Linked DNA regions of Mus musculus: regions 2 and 3 are each linked to region 1. The links are chromatin contacts, called in public HiChIP or PLAC-seq and promoter capture Hi-C maps. All regions are on one chromosome and are shown on one strand. Each heading gives the region's core, a stretch centred on a gene start, on an enhancer-like site or on the middle of the called end of the contact. The rest is flanking DNA. Distances are from core to core; before and after follow the strand shown. Region 1 holds the start of Hspa4 (heat shock protein 4). Region 2 holds the start of Slc22a5 (solute carrier family 22 (organic cation transporter), member 5). Region 3 holds the start of Fstl4 (follistatin-like 4).

What was found. HiChIP or PLAC-seq counts read pairs in DNA pulled down with a chosen protein or histone mark. Capture Hi-C pulls out chosen DNA fragments and counts their contacts.
Region 2: a promoter capture Hi-C map of liver shows a contact between it and region 1, with 2.0 times the contacts expected there. The contact joins the promoter of Slc22a5 here to the promoter of Hspa4 in region 1. A contact is called at or near these places in 1 of 39 promoter capture datasets (pre-B cells), 4 of 115 datasets of contacts at active chromatin or transcription factors (double positive thymocytes, large pre-B cells, memory CD8 T cells and 1 more) and 1 of 9 other capture datasets (liver).
Region 3: an H3K4me3 HiChIP or PLAC-seq map of craniofacial prominence shows a contact between it and region 1, with 5 times the contacts expected there. The contact joins the promoter of Fstl4 here to the promoter of Hspa4 in region 1. A contact is called at or near these places in 2 of 39 promoter capture datasets (hippocampal neurons and neural stem cells) and 6 of 115 datasets of contacts at active chromatin or transcription factors (VIP interneurons, cardiomyocytes, craniofacial prominence and 3 more).

The regions. Positions count from the first base shown.
Region 1 is chr11:53,298,176-53,303,315 of GRCm38.p6, forward strand. It overlaps Hspa4 (heat shock protein 4), which reads right to left and starts at 2,304. Exons shown (of 19, transcript NM_008300.3): 1 at 1,885-2,304. The coding sequence starts at 1,991.
Region 2 is chr11:53,888,722-53,893,861 of GRCm38.p6, forward strand. It overlaps Slc22a5 (solute carrier family 22 (organic cation transporter), member 5), which reads right to left and starts at 2,982. Exons shown (of 10, transcript NM_011396.3): 1 at 2,426-2,982. The coding sequence starts at 2,818.
Region 3 is chr11:52,761,586-52,766,725 of GRCm38.p6, forward strand. It overlaps Fstl4 (follistatin-like 4), which reads left to right and starts at 3,121. Exons shown (of 16, transcript NM_177059.3): 1 at 3,121-3,297.

The DNA of each region.
Region 1 (5,140 bases), core at 1,054-3,553:
AGCAGGTTCAGGCAATCTAAAGGAAGGCTAGGTAGGAGCAGTGTTTCCCAAGCCTCAGGCTTCTGCAGGTCAAGGCTCTGCCCAAAGAGCCAAATCTTCAGCTCAGACTGTTGAAATTTCTTGGAAAGATGATCTTCCCAAAAGTGAGGAACCAGCAGCATCATTACCAAATACGAAATTAGTGCTAAAATGACTAGAAGCAAAAATGTTTAACTTTTCAAATGCCAGTACAAGATACCTCTGTACAAATACTACTCATACTGCCAGGTGTGGTGGCCCACGCCTTTAGTCCCAGCACTCGGGAGGCAGAGGCAGGCGAATTTCTGAGTTCGAGGCCAGCCTGGTCTACAGAGTTAGTTCCAGGACAGCCAGGGCTACACAGAGAAACCCTGTCTCAAAAAAAAGAAACAAACAAACAAAGACTACTCATAATACCTAGCTTAAAAAGGACAAATGGGAAGAGAGCTTGGTACTGGGGTGGGAAGGGACGTTGAAAACTGACTCTGATAATGGTACCAGAGCTCTGTGGCACCAAACTCGAGAATTGGGTGCCAGGCAATAGCTTACTTGGTAGAGTGCTTGTTTTGTATGCATGAAGCCCTGGCTTCAAGCCCCCACTGTACAGCAAACTGGGTGTTGTGCCTGCACACCTGTACACTTGGGAGATGAAGGGAGGAGGATTAAGAGTCATTCCCAGACACAAAGTTATTTCAAAACAGTCTGGGAGACAGGAAACTGGCCTCAGAAGGTTGGTTAAAAACAAGATAAAAACAATGATCTGGGACTGTGAACCCAAAAACAACAGAGCTTCTTCCAAAGTTTACCTAAAGGAATTCAGTAGATTAACATCTTTTTTAAGACAAAGCTTTCTTTTCTGCGTAGCCCTGCCTATCCTGAAATGGTCTCTATGAACCAGGCTGGCCTCGAACTCACTGCAGCCTGCCTCTGCCTCCCTGCGAGAGCTGGGATTAAAGGCCTGTGCCACCAGCGCCAGATAAATAAAATTTTAACGCACCTGTAATACCAGATTCTAGCAGACAGAAGCAGAATGAAAATTTTAGGTCATCCTGGGCTAAATGTGGGGGAAAAAATCCTACATATATCTAAAAAGTAGACTCCCTTTTACTCCAGCAAGCTCTGAGTGAGTCTTTTTTTTTTTTTTTTTTTTTTTTGCAGATTTGTCTATACTGGTCCCATAACTTCATGTAAGTTCTAGAAGTCAAACAGAGCCCTTGAGTCATGCATTAACAATTGTGGCAACCTTCCGGCTGGAATTCATTAGCATGAAAAACTAACGCTGTTAAGGAATAGGTGAGCAGCCTGGGTAAGGAATGACCCAACCTAACTCAATATCCAAAAACGAATGAAGGGAGTTAAAACGCTATCAAGAAAAGCATGGACTTTATTCAGGGCCTGCCGTGGGTACTCAGACTCCACATCTTCCGGGCGCCACCCCGCCCCCACTCACGTGGGACTCAGAGCGCTTCCCAGTCCCGAGGCCACAATCTTGCAAGTTAACTTTTATTAAATGCTCGCCGTGGGCCGAGTTTGAACCTCTATTGGATTCGACGAGCTCAGCAAGCCCTGGACCTCGTTTCAGACCGAACCACCCAAACCCTCCCCCCCCCCAAAAAAGGAGGTGAGAGCGGTCGGTCCATCCCACGGTCTCAGGCCCGCCTTCTCTTTCAGTTCCTGCTCCTGCCCTCCGCCGATCAGAGTACCGGCTCAAAGCCTTCGTTTGGCCCGCGCGAAAGGGCCTCGTGCCTGGCGCAGGCCCAGGATCCGAAGCAGGTGGCAGCCGCGGGCGACCCGGCACTCGGCGGGGGTCTCCTGCGGACCCTCGCCCGGAAAGCGAGGCGACCCCGCCAGCCAAGCCCCACTTACGGCGTGCAGCGGTCGCTATACTCGTTAGCGATCGTCTCGATGCCGCCGGCGCGGGCCACAGCGACATAGCAGCTCTGAAAGCCCAGGTCTATGCCCACCACCGACATGGCGCCGGCTACTGCTCCGGCTCGGGCCCAGGGCCGGCCGCCGACACTGCACACGGAACCCGGCGGGGTTGGCGCGTGGAAGAGGGCGAGCCGCGTGGGCCGGTGGAGCGCCGCGGCTGGGCGGGCGAAGCCGGACGACCGTCCGCTAGGAGGCTTGGGGCTTGGAGAAAGACGGGGGCCTCTACCGCTCGGGCCGCGGCTCCGGCTCCACGGCCGCAGAGGAGGCGCCGGTCGCGGAGGCGGAGAAGATCTCGAAGGCTCTCGTTGCAACAGGAGCAAGGTTGCAGCGCGAGAACTGCGCTGAAACGAAACGTTCTCGCGAGACCCCGGCTCAGACGCTTTTCCTCCCAAGGCTCCTCCCGTCTGACGAAGTCTGGCGTCACGTCCTGGCACAGGAACCGTGAAAGGAAGTGGGGGGACGGAAGCGGTCCGACGCGAAGTGGGCCACTGAGCCTGCGCGGAGAAGCCCCCCACAATCCTCCCTGAGCTGCAGGGCGCCTCCCATCCAGAAGTCAGGCGAGCGGGAGTGAGACAGTTCTTCGGGGAGCTGCATTGAACCCACTTCCGCCGTGCTCGTCACCGCGGAGGGACTTCCGGCAGTGACTTTGCAGGCTCTCTGCAGGGTTTTTTTTTTTTTTTTTAAGGCCCCACAGTGAACTCGAGTTAATCCTGCTAAGGGCGCTAAGGGTTTCAGCTCGGCTCTACGTAAAACTCAGTATTAAAACCAAGCGCTAACTAAAAGAATCCGAAGCCACGCTTCCACCTACTTTTAACCACTCACTTCCCGTGATCAGACGAGGGACCTTTCAGTCCTAGGTGTTTTCCCTGAGCTGGACACAAGGGTCCAAATCACATGCTCCGTGGAGTGGGAGGTCTAAGACCAGTGTCACGTTTATGTGAATGCTAACACATTATTATATAGAGTAGGTGGGGAGGGGACAGAATGTCCTGCAGGACAGTCCTCAAGGATGACCTTGAAATTCGGAAGCTCTTTTCTCCTTAGTGCTGGGACCCACTTACAGCCATGCCCCCACCCTGCGTTAAACTAAAGAATCTGAAACTATAGTGACCACTACGTTAGCCAGTTGCGGAAAGCTGGAGGGGAACCAGCTTCAACGCGTTTCTGATTATTACCAACCCAGAGTGCAGGAGGAAGATCCTAAGTTTCCCGGTTTCTGGCTGTTTTGTGGCTGAGGATATAGAGTACAGTGCTAGAACACTTGCAGGCTCAGGGCCTTGGACTGGATCCCCAACACCACAAAACTGAAAGGATTTTTAAATTTCACTTATTTGTCACCTCTTGTTCATAGGTGCCTAACGGTGTCCAACACAGTAAACCGTGCGGGAGAGATGGCTCCACAGTTAATACGTGCTGTGAAACCATACAGACTGGGGTTTGAATCCCAATCTCGATCTGTCATCGAGAACCTAGCAGGACAAAGACAAGAGGTTAACTGGAGGGGCTCCCTGACTAGCAGCCTAGTCCAAAAACTAGAGCTCCAGTTTCAGAGAGAGACCCTGCCTCCAAAAACTACATCAGAGAGCAACAGGGGATATCTGTTCTCCCTCAAGCCTCTGTGCAGCACATGGCCGCCCTCACAGAACATGGCCGCCCTCACAGCACTTCTACACGTGGATGCACGCGCGCACACACACTCTGGATTATCACCATCAGGAGAGAGCAAAGAGTTTCTAGTCAAAGGTAATAAGTGAGGGTTAATAGCCTAAAGCCCCCAGCACCTGAGAAACTCCCTTCGGGTACTTAGGAGTAGAAAAGCTCCAGACCAGGGATCAACATGTCAGACTCCTGGCATAGATGCCAACATAGTAAGGACTCCACCAAAATGTATGTGCATGGGAAAGCACAAAGTAGGTCGGCAGAAATATCTTCCCACCCAAAAGTTTCCTCTGCTGCCCTATAAAATCCCAAGCCCAGAGCCCTGACACAGTCTCCACATCCAAGGAGGAAACATCTATCCTTCAGCTGTTCTGATTTAGACGTGGTAATGATCCTGTGAGAGGTTGGTCTTCCCTTTTACTTCCACATCACCTTGATCAATCCTGATCTAACAATGAGAGTTATAGGCATAAAATAGTGGCAACTCGGAAGACGTTCCACAAAAGAAAAAGGCCGTGATAGAGGGGAAAACTAGCAATACATTACTTAGTATTTAGTAAGGTTTGAACAGGAAAGGGTTTTGGGGGTTTTTTGTTTTGTTTTGTTTTGTTTTACTTATATGAGCACACTGTAGCTGTTTTCAGGCATACCAAAAGAGAGCATAAGATCCTATCACAGATTGTTGTGAGCCATCATGTGGTTGTTGGGAATTGAACTCAAGACCTTTGGAGGAGTAGCCAGTGCTCTTAACCGCTGAACCATCTCTCCAGCTCCTTGTTTGTTTGTTTTTTTTTTAAAGATGTATTTATTTTATGTCTATGAGTACACCATTGTTCTCTTCATACACACCAGAAGAGGGCATCCGATCCCATTATAGATAGTTGTGAGCCACCATGTGGTTGCTGGGAATTGAACTCAGGACCTCTGAAAGAGCAGTCAGTGCTCTTAACTGCTGAGCTTGCATTTATCAATTTATCTATGTGCCATGGTATAAATGTAGAGATCAGAGGACAACTGTGGGTTCCAGGAATTGAACTCAGACATGAAGCCTGGTGGTACCTACAGAGTCTTCTGGCCAGCCCTTACATTGGATGGCCTACAGTAAGTTTTGTATTCCTAGAGGACAGATCCAGTAAGAGTAATCACCCAAAAAGTTAATATCCAAGCAAACAAAGCACTTACCATTTCTTTGAAAGAAGAGTCTCTCCGAATTTATTGCTGCCTCTGGAGGCATTTCATTCATTAGTAGCCAAAATGGTACCATCTTTAAATTTGCCAATTACCAGAAGATCCTCACATTTGAACTAAAGACAATAACCAGATGCTACTGGAAAGGGTAATAGGGTCTTATAAATGAATACATAACAAACCTTTAGAAAAAGAGAGTAAGCTAGGGAGAGTGGCCCACTCCTGATATACCAGCAGTTACAAGGCTGCGGCAGTAGGAGCAGGGGAAGATCAAGACTAACCTCAGGAGCTGGCAAAATGGCTCAGTGGTTAAGAGCGCCGACTGCTCTCCCGAAGGTCCCGA
Region 2 (5,140 bases), core at 1,732-4,231, 590 kb after region 1:
CCAATCTGGTGGCTCAAGTTTCTCTTTTGTTTATCAGTTAGTTCTTAAGCCTTCTAAAAAGGTTCATAATTTATTCCCTCACCATTTCAATAAGAAAGTTCTGGTAAAAGATCTTCCTTATCCAGGATCTGGTCAAGATGCAGGGAGACACAGAAACCTAATCTATTGCAAGCATGTAGTTCACTTTCTGTATGTAATTTATCTTGAAAGAGAAAAAAGTCAGCCTTCTATCAAAAGAAGAAAAGAAAGAAAGACAAGAGGAATCAATTAACAGTGTACTTAAAAGACCTCTATCCTTGATTTGGGGCAGAGGGCAAGTTTAGAGACATTTATTTAGAAGGCAGGGAGCTGACTAGCTGCAGTTGTCAGCAGACCAGGTCTGGGTTGAAAGAAAACAGATCTTGGAAAAAGTCATCAGAGTGTTAATGCAGCAGCTTTCAACAATGTCTGTTCATCTGAGTGGAAAAGCCTTGAACTTCAAGACAGGCATTCCAGTATTTCCAAAGAAAAGAGCCAAGTAAAGTATTAAACTTGCCTCCTGCAAAAACTGCTGACCTGTAAGTAGGTGAAAGGGCATATAACTCTTACGAAACTGCTAAGATAGCTCAATAGCATCCAGATCCATTGAAAAAAAATAAATAAACACTGACATTAGTTATGCAGTAGGTCAAAAAGAATCTGGACTTTTGCTGATCAGCCAGCCTCTGGGGAGCTGAATAGTACTGCTTTCACCCTCAGCAGCGAGCAAGACGACAGTGAAGTAGGGGCAAATGACTAGAGAAAGCCCAGCACTCTCAAGGTCAGGGTAAAAATTAAAGACACGACAGGAAGCTGCTTCAGATTTCAACTGCCCCTTTTTTGGGCAGCCAAAGCAGATTTCAGGAATTGATGTGTCAACCCCAACAGCCTCTGCCATCACTTGCTTCCAAGCACTTATGAGTTTGGAGCTTAAGATGTAGAACAATTGACAATCCCTTCTCTGTGGACTCAGGGGTCAAAAGCACTTTACTATCTCAGTAAATACATTTTTTGTTGTTGTTTTGTTTTTCAAAATAGAGAACTTCCCTATGTAGCCCAGGCTGTCCTAGAACTCAACTCTGTAGACCAGGCTGGCCTCCAACTCCTAGAGTTCTTCCTGCCTCTGCCTCCTGAGTGCTCAGACTAAAGGAGTGTGCTCCATCACTGACCAGGCCCTTTTTTGTTAGGTAGTGATACCTGATCCTGGCACGATGTCACTTAAGTTAAAAATCCCCAATGGAGCTCAGATTTCATTCTTACTACTTATGTAGTAGGTAAGCACAGGTTTGAACACATCTAACCACAAACTCCCAAAGGAAACAGACAGTGACTCTTGTGGGGATACTCTCTGACTCTACTCTTGAAGAATGATATATACCTGAGAGCCCCTGTAAGGAGGGAAGCTCAGTCTATACCTCCAAGAGTCTTAAATGCCAAACAGGTACTCCTAGCTTCTCCCTACTGCTCCTGAAACCATTTCTTGATGTTGGATCTAGACCTAAGGGCTAACTAAACTCACCAAGAAACTATCTCCAACTGGCCAATCCCAATCCCTGATACTCAATGAACCAGTTGCTCAATAGTATCACAGAAGATTCTTCTCATATTCTGCATATTCAATACTGCTGAGCCTCCAGGAAACTACAGTTGGTGCCCAAGTCCCCAAACACATCCACATGCACCATTAAATGGCCTGCCACACCCCCAGCAGAGTGACTGAGAAATGTCAAAGTCACCCAAGAATAAAGTGCAAGGGGATGAGGAATTAGGTTTCCATCGCTTTTCAGAGTAACCTTACATGCCTTACCGAACCTCTCCAGTGATCTTGTCCCAGAATACTGTGGAAAAGACTCCATACCAACAAGTCACCCTGGATAGATCTGCAGACACATGGGTCCTTAAGAAGTAACAATCCATCGCGGGCAAATGGAAAACAGTTTCTCCTGGGGCATGGCAAGCCTTCATTTTGGGATGAGGACAGGTGAGGGAAGAAAGAATAACTCCAGAAAAGGTAGAGAGTTTGGAACACACGTTTCTTTAACTTTAAAAAGTTCTGCAAAGAGTCTTTCCTTTCTGAACAGAGGCTAAAACTGTGGCCTCTTCTCTGGAGCAAGTCTGAATCCGGCCCCTCTGAATCACATCACTACCTCGAGAAAGTCCCACCCCTCAGGGTCTCAGGGCATCTCCTAAGGGGCAGAACCTTCTGGACTCTATCTTCAATGGGACCCTATGGACGGATGGTCTGCCAGACACTTGTCCCCTGAGGGGCGTACTATGGCTAGAAGTCATCTCATAAAATGTTCCTGGGCCACCTGACTGGAGGATGCTCATCAGCCTGTGCGTTGGACGAAGGGCTACAACCGTCGCCGCGATGTCACCAGACCCTGATAGGGGGGCTGTCACCTACCTCTGTCACGATGGTGGACAGGAAGACGTCCTTGTCGTACTCCCAGCCATCCAGGCAGCTCTCCTGCTCCAGCTGCTCCAGGTCCACGTCCCGCCCCGGCTCCAGCCCTAGCTCAGAGAAGTTGGCGATGGTGGCCAGTCGGTAGCGGCGGCATTTCTGAGGCACCTGTCGTCCGTCCTTCGTCTCCAACGGGATACTGTGGTTGCGCCACGCGCTGCTCAGGTTCACGGTGTGAGGCACAAGGCAACGGTGCTCCGGGGTCCCCGCCAGGAACACGATGGACATACCATTGAAGCCATTGGGGATGATGCTGGCGCTGAGCAGGAAGAAGATGAGGCGCTGGAAGGGCCCCCACTCGCCTAGGAAGGCGGTCACCTCGTCGTAGTCCCGCATGCCGTCCTCAGCCTCCCACAGCGCCCGTATGGGAATAAGGGGACACCGTGGCGCGGGAGACGGGGCGCTGAGAGCCTCTGCGTGCAAGGCTCGTGAGTTCCCACCGACGCCTCCGACTCGGCCACCGCCAACTTTACATAGGGCCTGAGGGCGGGGCGGGCTCTGGGCATGGGCCTGGGCCGCAAGGCCCGCCCCGCCGTCCCGGCTCTGAGGCGCGGCGCGGCGCGGCACGGCGGGGGCGGGGCAGGGGCCTGAGTGACGCACAGTGGGCGCCGGCCATCGGCCGCGCGTGCGCCTGAGGCGGAGCCGAGCTAGGACTCAGAACTAGCTGGGCGGTACAGAAGGCGGGGCTGAACCGGGCTTCAGAACTGTCAGCGAGGGAGGGGTGTGGCTTCATTCGACCACGCCTCCATAGTCTCTACGGGGCCCGGGTTGGGTGAACACTTCTAGTTCCGCCCAGACTGGAAGACTGAGGCGGGGCGTCTGTGAGCCACGCCCCTAACAGGTCCGCTCTAGGGGGCGGAATTGGGTCTTTTCAGGACACTTCCTGGAGCAGGTTCCCAGGGTGCCCTTCTCTTGAGGGAAAGGGTGACTTTGAAAAGTTTGTGTCCAAGGCCATCCTGGGAAGACCATTCTGGGTGTTCAATGGAAAGAGGCTTAGAATTTAAGCAGTAAACAGCCCACCTTCTCAAATTTTTGTTGTGGTTGAGAGATATTGTGAACCTCGGAGAGTCTCATTGACAACGACAGCCTTTGTTGCAGTTTTTCCTGGAAAGACTGCCATCTTTTGTGGCTGCGGAGATAGCTCAGCTAGGACTCTCTTTAAGAGTCCAGATTGCTCCTCCAGAGGACCTTGGCTTGCTTCCTAAAAGGCATAGGGCAGCTCACAGGCCCAGTAGGCATGCACTCGGCACATTAGACAAAACAGACTTGCAGGCAAAACACTCATACACATAAAATAAAATAATAGTTATATATATTTACATATAATATATACATATATTAAAAAGGGGTGGATTTTGAGACTGGTGATGAGAAAGGTGGCAATGAATTTTAATTCCCAGACTATTATGTTCTTAAATTATTTTGTTGTCTTTTGATTTAAGAAATAGTAAAATTTTGACTTCAAGATTAAGGATCTTAGTGTAGGATTAATCTCTCAGATTTGTAATTTTTACAATTAATGCAGGAGCCAACTTGTTAAAAAACCAAAACAAAAACTTACCAGAGTTTGTGGCAAAGGACCTTAATCAAGTCTGGTCTTTATAGCCAGTTCCAGGTTCTCAAATAAACAACAACAACAAACTTTACCATGAAACCCATTATTTTGTCCTAGTAATATATTCTAAAAACCAACAACACCCAAAAACAAAACAAAAAACAAAAAACCGACCAGCAACTGTATGATTCTGAAGCAACACTGTCTAATAAAATAAGAAGTTACCCTTATAATTTTATCTATATTTATTTTTTTGAGATGAGTTTTGCTATATTGCCCTGGCTTGCTCAGTAGCTTTGACCTCAACTGACCAACCGTGCTCCTCAGCATTGCGGTGGAACAGGCAAACATTGTAACTACAATTGCTTTAGTAGCTGTTAGTAACTTTTCTGGTTACAGAGACAAAGCAACTTAAGCGGAAAGGGTTTGTTCGGCTCAGTAGTCAGAGGGTGGAGTCAGTCACTCCCGGAAGGCTGGGTGGCAGGAGTCTGCTTGTCACAGTCGCCTCATTCAGGAAGCCAGGAGAGAGAAATGCTGGCGCTCAGCTTGCTTTCTCTCCTCTTACTTAGTCCTGAACCAAAGGCCATGGAACAGATGCTGCCACTCTGAGGGTCACTCTTCCCACTCCAGCTAACGAGATCTAGAAGCTTCCTCACAGACACCTAGAGGTTTCTCTCTTAGGTGATTCTAGACCCTGTCAAGTTGACAACAATAATTGTCACAGCCATATTAATAAAATGTCCAGATCTAGTAAATAAAAATTTTACGTGGTCAGATTCAAGTTTTGCATAAAGAACTAACAATCTGAATTATAGTTATGTATTGGCATATGCAGGGACATGTGAGGTTGAGATATAAGTGGCTGCCCTGTGTTCTTCCTCCCTGGCAGTGCTCATAGTAGAAGCCTTTAGAGCTGGGGTGTTGCTCAGTGGGAGAGTGCTTGCCTTACACACACCAGGCCCTGGATTGGATCCCAGCCGTGTAAGAAAAGCTTTCCTTTAAAAAGTATGGAATTAACCATAACAATATGTGTAACCTGAATGTATCAGGAACATTATTATTTCAGTAAACCAGTTTCTTGTATCCTTGTATTAATAAACATT
Region 3 (5,140 bases), core at 1,871-4,370, 540 kb before region 1:
GCTGAGAGCCTGCCAGCCAGTCTCATTTCTGAGAATAAGTTAAATAGGCACCTCAGTAGCCATTTGTCCTGAGTTGGAGACCTTATAACTAGTATGATAAAGACACAGTCATTTTAGATAGAAAGTGGTCTTGGGCCCACCCTCCCTTTCCCTCCCCCCCTGCCCCCCCACCCCCCCGCCCCCCCCTGCCACCCAGGGCTAGAGAGTTGGCTCAGTGATTCAGAGCACAGATTGCTCTTCCAGAGGACCTGGAGACCGGAAGAGGGTGTTTATTCCTGGAAATGGAGTTACAGGTGACAGTGAGCCACCATGTGGTTGCTGGGAATTGAACCCAGGTTCTCTGCACTGTTCTTGCAGAGTTTGATTCCTAGTGGCTATTCTGGTGGCTCACAACCACCTGTAACTCTAGCTCCCAGGGGACCTGATGCCCTCTTCTGGCTTCCTTGGGTACCTGCACATACATGTACAGCCCCCACATTTGCATAATTAAATCTTAAAAACAAAAACAAAACACTGGAAAAGTAAAAAAACAAAAACAAAACAGTCTCTGTTAGTCTGGGCTACACAGTGAGAACCTGCCTCAAAACCTACCAAAACAAGGGATGTTTAAACTTCTAGACCTCATAGAGTAGAAGTATATTGATCACTTCCGCTTGTGTTTCTGAATCTGTACAGCTGAGCTAGTGCACTAACGCAATTTATGTTCGGAGCCCTTCCACCCCAAACGTTCTGAATTGTACAAATTCAAAATTTTACCTTAAAAAAATAAATAAACAGGGCTGGTGAGATGGCTCAGTGAGTAAGAGCACCCGACTGCTCTTCCGAAGGTCCGGAGTTCAAATCCCAGCAACCACATGGTGGCTCACAACCATCTGTAACAAGATCTGACGCCCTCTTCTGGTGTGTCTGAAGACAGCTACAGTGTACTTACATATAATAAATAAATAAATCTTTAAAAAATATAAATAAACAAAGCAACAAAACTTCCCCCAAGAATCCTAGTTAGCTAACGAGAAGCTTGCAAGTCCTGAAACGAAGATGCAAGGAAAGATGCAAGCAAATTCCAAAAGTCTCTGTGGGAAAACCAGCTTCATTCCCAGCCCAGAATGTGCTAGTAAAACAAAGAAATACACGGTGAAAGCACAAAGCAACTGGAAGAGGCATCAGCATGCGTGCGGCACCCAATGCTGCCTCTCGGAGGTGTGTTCGACTCCAACCTTCCCACGTCACTTTCTCTTATTCCAAGGTGACTCGTTATCCCACTCTGGTTTTCCGCTCAGTGGTCACAACGGCTCGCCGTGGAGGTCAGCATCAGCTCTTGGGGAGTAATCTGAACATCTGTTTCATAGCAGTTTCGTTCTCCTTCTCCTTCCTTGGGAAGCATGAAGAAGCCCAACGTTGTTTAGAACATTAAACGTGGCTATTTCTGGTCTTGGTCAGTCTGCAGGCCTTGACTTATACGTGACCTCTAGTTATTAAAAAACAACAACCTCAAAAAATGAAACACCACTCTCCTGCCTGGAATCCTGCACTCTGGCTACTGGGCTGCCTCAGCGACTTGATGCTTAGAAAAGAGGGATATGCCTCTTTTTCCACCTCATCTTGGAGAGCTGTGTGGTTTAGTCCCATCTGCAGACTGGGGATGCAAGTTCAGAAGGGGTTGGGGGAGCGGGACATCACTTCTGTGCCCCCTGGCACCTGTTAGGGGCACTCATTTTCTCTTTCTCAAGATGGAAATTGTGCCTCACCTCCTGAATTCCAGGTATATTCAGAGAATCCAGCCTCCAGCCAGCCTTGGGGATTCATTCATGGATGGCATTGGCAGAAAATCATGGTCAAATAGCAGAGAGCATCATTCTGGCCACAGCCCCAGGGCACAGAGAATACCGCTGCCTTTTTATATCTGAGTGCAAATTTTGGCGCTCACTGGCCAAGTCACAGCTGACTACGACTTGGAAGTCACTTTGATTTTTTGCAGCTGAGAAGCAATTACAACCGGGTCTGAGTTGCACCACTCTCTGGACAGTGGTGGAAGGAGGGCTAGATCCTACACCAACAACCTGAGCAAGAAAGGCTCTGTCGCCCCACTCACTGCAGTATCTTCCGGAACCAGCCCAGAGGCTTGTACTCCAGGGGCCCAATGGAAGGACAGACTCAACCAGCCTTTCATATTTCCACAATTTCTTTTCTATTTAACTAATCTTATCTGCAGGGAAGCCCCGTTGAGCCCTCCTGCAAATCAGGAGAGATCCCAAAGGCATGGGCAGGACAGAAAGCCATTGGACATCCACACCAGCACAGTAGGAGGCAGGACCTGGGCAACTGTGAGGTTAGGTCGAAAGTGACAGAGGTGTTTGCAATTTAGCTGAGCACATATGAAGAGCTGTGGAGGAAAGAGAGAAGAGAAGAGAAGAGAAGAGAAGAGAAGAGAAGAGAAGAGAAGAGAAGAGAAGAGAAGAGAAGAGAAGAGAAAAGAGATGGAAAAGCCAGGAAGCTGAGGTCTTAGGCCCAGGAGAGGAAAGTGTCTTGTTTTAGGAACAAGACACGTTCCCGGCTCAGCCTGGTCAGGCTTGGCAAATGTCACCTGGGAATCTTGTAAGCGTCTCTAGTTGGGAGTAAAGAAAACTTTGCTCTTTCACAGGTAGTTGGTTCTCAATGCAGGGAGGAGTGTTCCCTGAATATTGCTTCAGGGACATCTCTCTTGGTGCAATGTACCGACCCCGTAAGGTTTCACGAGAAATGGCCGCTGATTGAGAGCAATCCTGCGCTTTGAGCAAAGCACAACCTTGGGGGAGGCTGGCCCGGAAAAGAGCTTAGAGGAGAGGAGGGGTAAGTGGGAAAACAGAGGCAGGGGGTTGTCACCTGCTGAGCTTCCTGGGAGCCAGGGGAAAGAGAGCTGTCTGGCCCAGGTGGTGCAGGGAACAGGGAATCCTCGCGCTCTGCTTGCGCGCCGGGCTGCTCTACACCTGCCGCGGGGTCTGACCCGCAAGCAGGCGGGAGGCGAGCACAGGTGGCGGCGATTGGGCAGGCGGGGCCCGGAGGGTGACGTCACGGGCTCCGGTCCCGGCGGCAGAAATAGGGCAGCCGCGGCAGCGGTGGCACAGCGGCGGGCGGCGGAGGCTCGGAGAGCTGGAGCTTGGACTATCTCTAGCACGCCAGGGGACCAGCCGACAGCCGGAGACGACCCAGCCGAGGACGCGGGGTCCGGGTCGCCGCCTCTGTCGCCGCCACGGGGCGCTCCCTCCCTTCCACCCGAGTCCGGCCACCTGGTCATTCCCTCGGCCCCGGCCGCCGTAGGTAAGCGGGTCGCAGCTCCGGAGAAGATGCGGGTGTCCGAGTCGTGCCACCGCCGCCAGCTCGTCCCGCTGCTCTCCGCCCGGGTCCCGACGCCCGCAGCTCCGCAGCTCGCTGCAGGGCCCGGTGCGGGCGTTCGCAGGTTCTCACTGCCCACGCCTGGAGAGCCAAGTTTGCGCGCCTGGCTACGGGCACGGGACCACAGGGCCGGGACTCGGCAGGGCCACCCTGGATGCGCTAGGACTGGGGGCTTAAAGCTGGGGTACATGGGGTTTGACACCCGGGGATCAGCGGTGGGGAACGGAGTGATCCTTATAGGCGCGCGGGGCGCCACGCAGAACTGCTCTGGCTGAGCCCGAAGCTCGCGATCCGCACCGAGACCCTGCAGGCGCCGCTCTTGGGCTCTGAACCCCCGGATGGCCTCAGCCAAACCCTAGCGACAGACCCTGGCTCAGACCTGTGCCCTTGGCTGGGATCTAGAGTGCGGGGCGGGCATCCTTTGCACCTTCTTCCCCTCCGCTTTGCGGGGAAACTTGCGTCCCCTTGTCGCAGCCCAAAGATAATCTGCGCCTCTCTTGGCCCTCGTTATCCCATGGCCCTCAGTGTAAGGAGCTCAAGAAGAGGGCATCCTAGCAGAACCCTGCCCTGGGGACCTTGTGGCTTTCATCTTGCGAGGCCACAGTTGTTGCCAGTAAGCAGCTGCTGTAACCCACTGGGAAGTCTCTAGGGAGCAGTTTGTCCTGAGGATATTTAGGTTGGGGGTGGGTGGGTAGGTGCTAAGAGCAACTGTGCTGACTGACTTCGGCCCCTCTTTGCTCCACCGAAGGAAGAGAGACCATTTCTAAGTTTCAGAGGAGACCTGGGAAACGCAGGCAGAGCGCTGCTCTTGGGGCGCATGTCGCCTGGAGTTTGGGTAGCACTGCAGCACGAGGCTTTGAGCACTCTCTGCAGCTGACAAAGCCGTGTCCCACTTGGCTTCCCCTATGTCTGCCACCTGAGGACTTCCTGTCCTGAAACTTGCAAGGGAAGAAACTGACTGGCAGCGGTCGGTAGGGCTCGTGGTGCCCAGAATTTGGCGAGCGTCTATGCTGTCCTTTGGTCAGCTCAGAGTTCTCTGGGAGTTTCCCCTCGCCCCCACCAGGTCTGCATTTTCTCCCAGAGCTGGTCCACCTTGCCCTGCCTAGAGGACTTCCCTCCAGATAACCGTCTCTTGACACTGATGAATAGCGCTTCGGTAGTCTCCCCTCCGTCCCCTCTAGGTGTCGCTTCTATCGAGCTTTCCATGAGTGAAAGACAGCGCCAGTAGCTTTGGTCTGTTGTCCTAGTAAATCTGTTGCAAGCCTGTGCTCCAAGAATTGTACTAGGTACCCTCCCCTGCCACGAGGTACCCAAATCCACCCACCCCTTTATATGCCTTACACAGAAATGGGGTACTTGCTAGCCAAAAAATCCGTACAGAGAACAACACCCCTTGGCATTTTCTAAGGAGGAAAAAAGTGGGGGGGGAATGAAGAAGACGTCAGGACTTTTCCAGAAAGCCCTCAAGTTATATTCCTGCCCAGCAGCCACTGGTGATGCAAGGGAGAATTTTAACAGTCTGTTCTCGTCCCTGATACTGGCCAGTATCTGTTCCGGTCCCTCTGACTCTGAGGATAGGCTCTGGTGTGGACATTGGTGTGGAAAGCAAACGAGTCGGGGAGTGACTAGGACTTGTGTGGTATCATAGCCCCAGCACTTCTCTGGCAGAACCCAGTGACTTCCTGTTTCAGTTGTGTGAGAAGGGACCTCAGGCCCAGGTTATTCTGCCACTGTCAGCTGAATGCTGGCTTTCTTCCTCCTATCATGG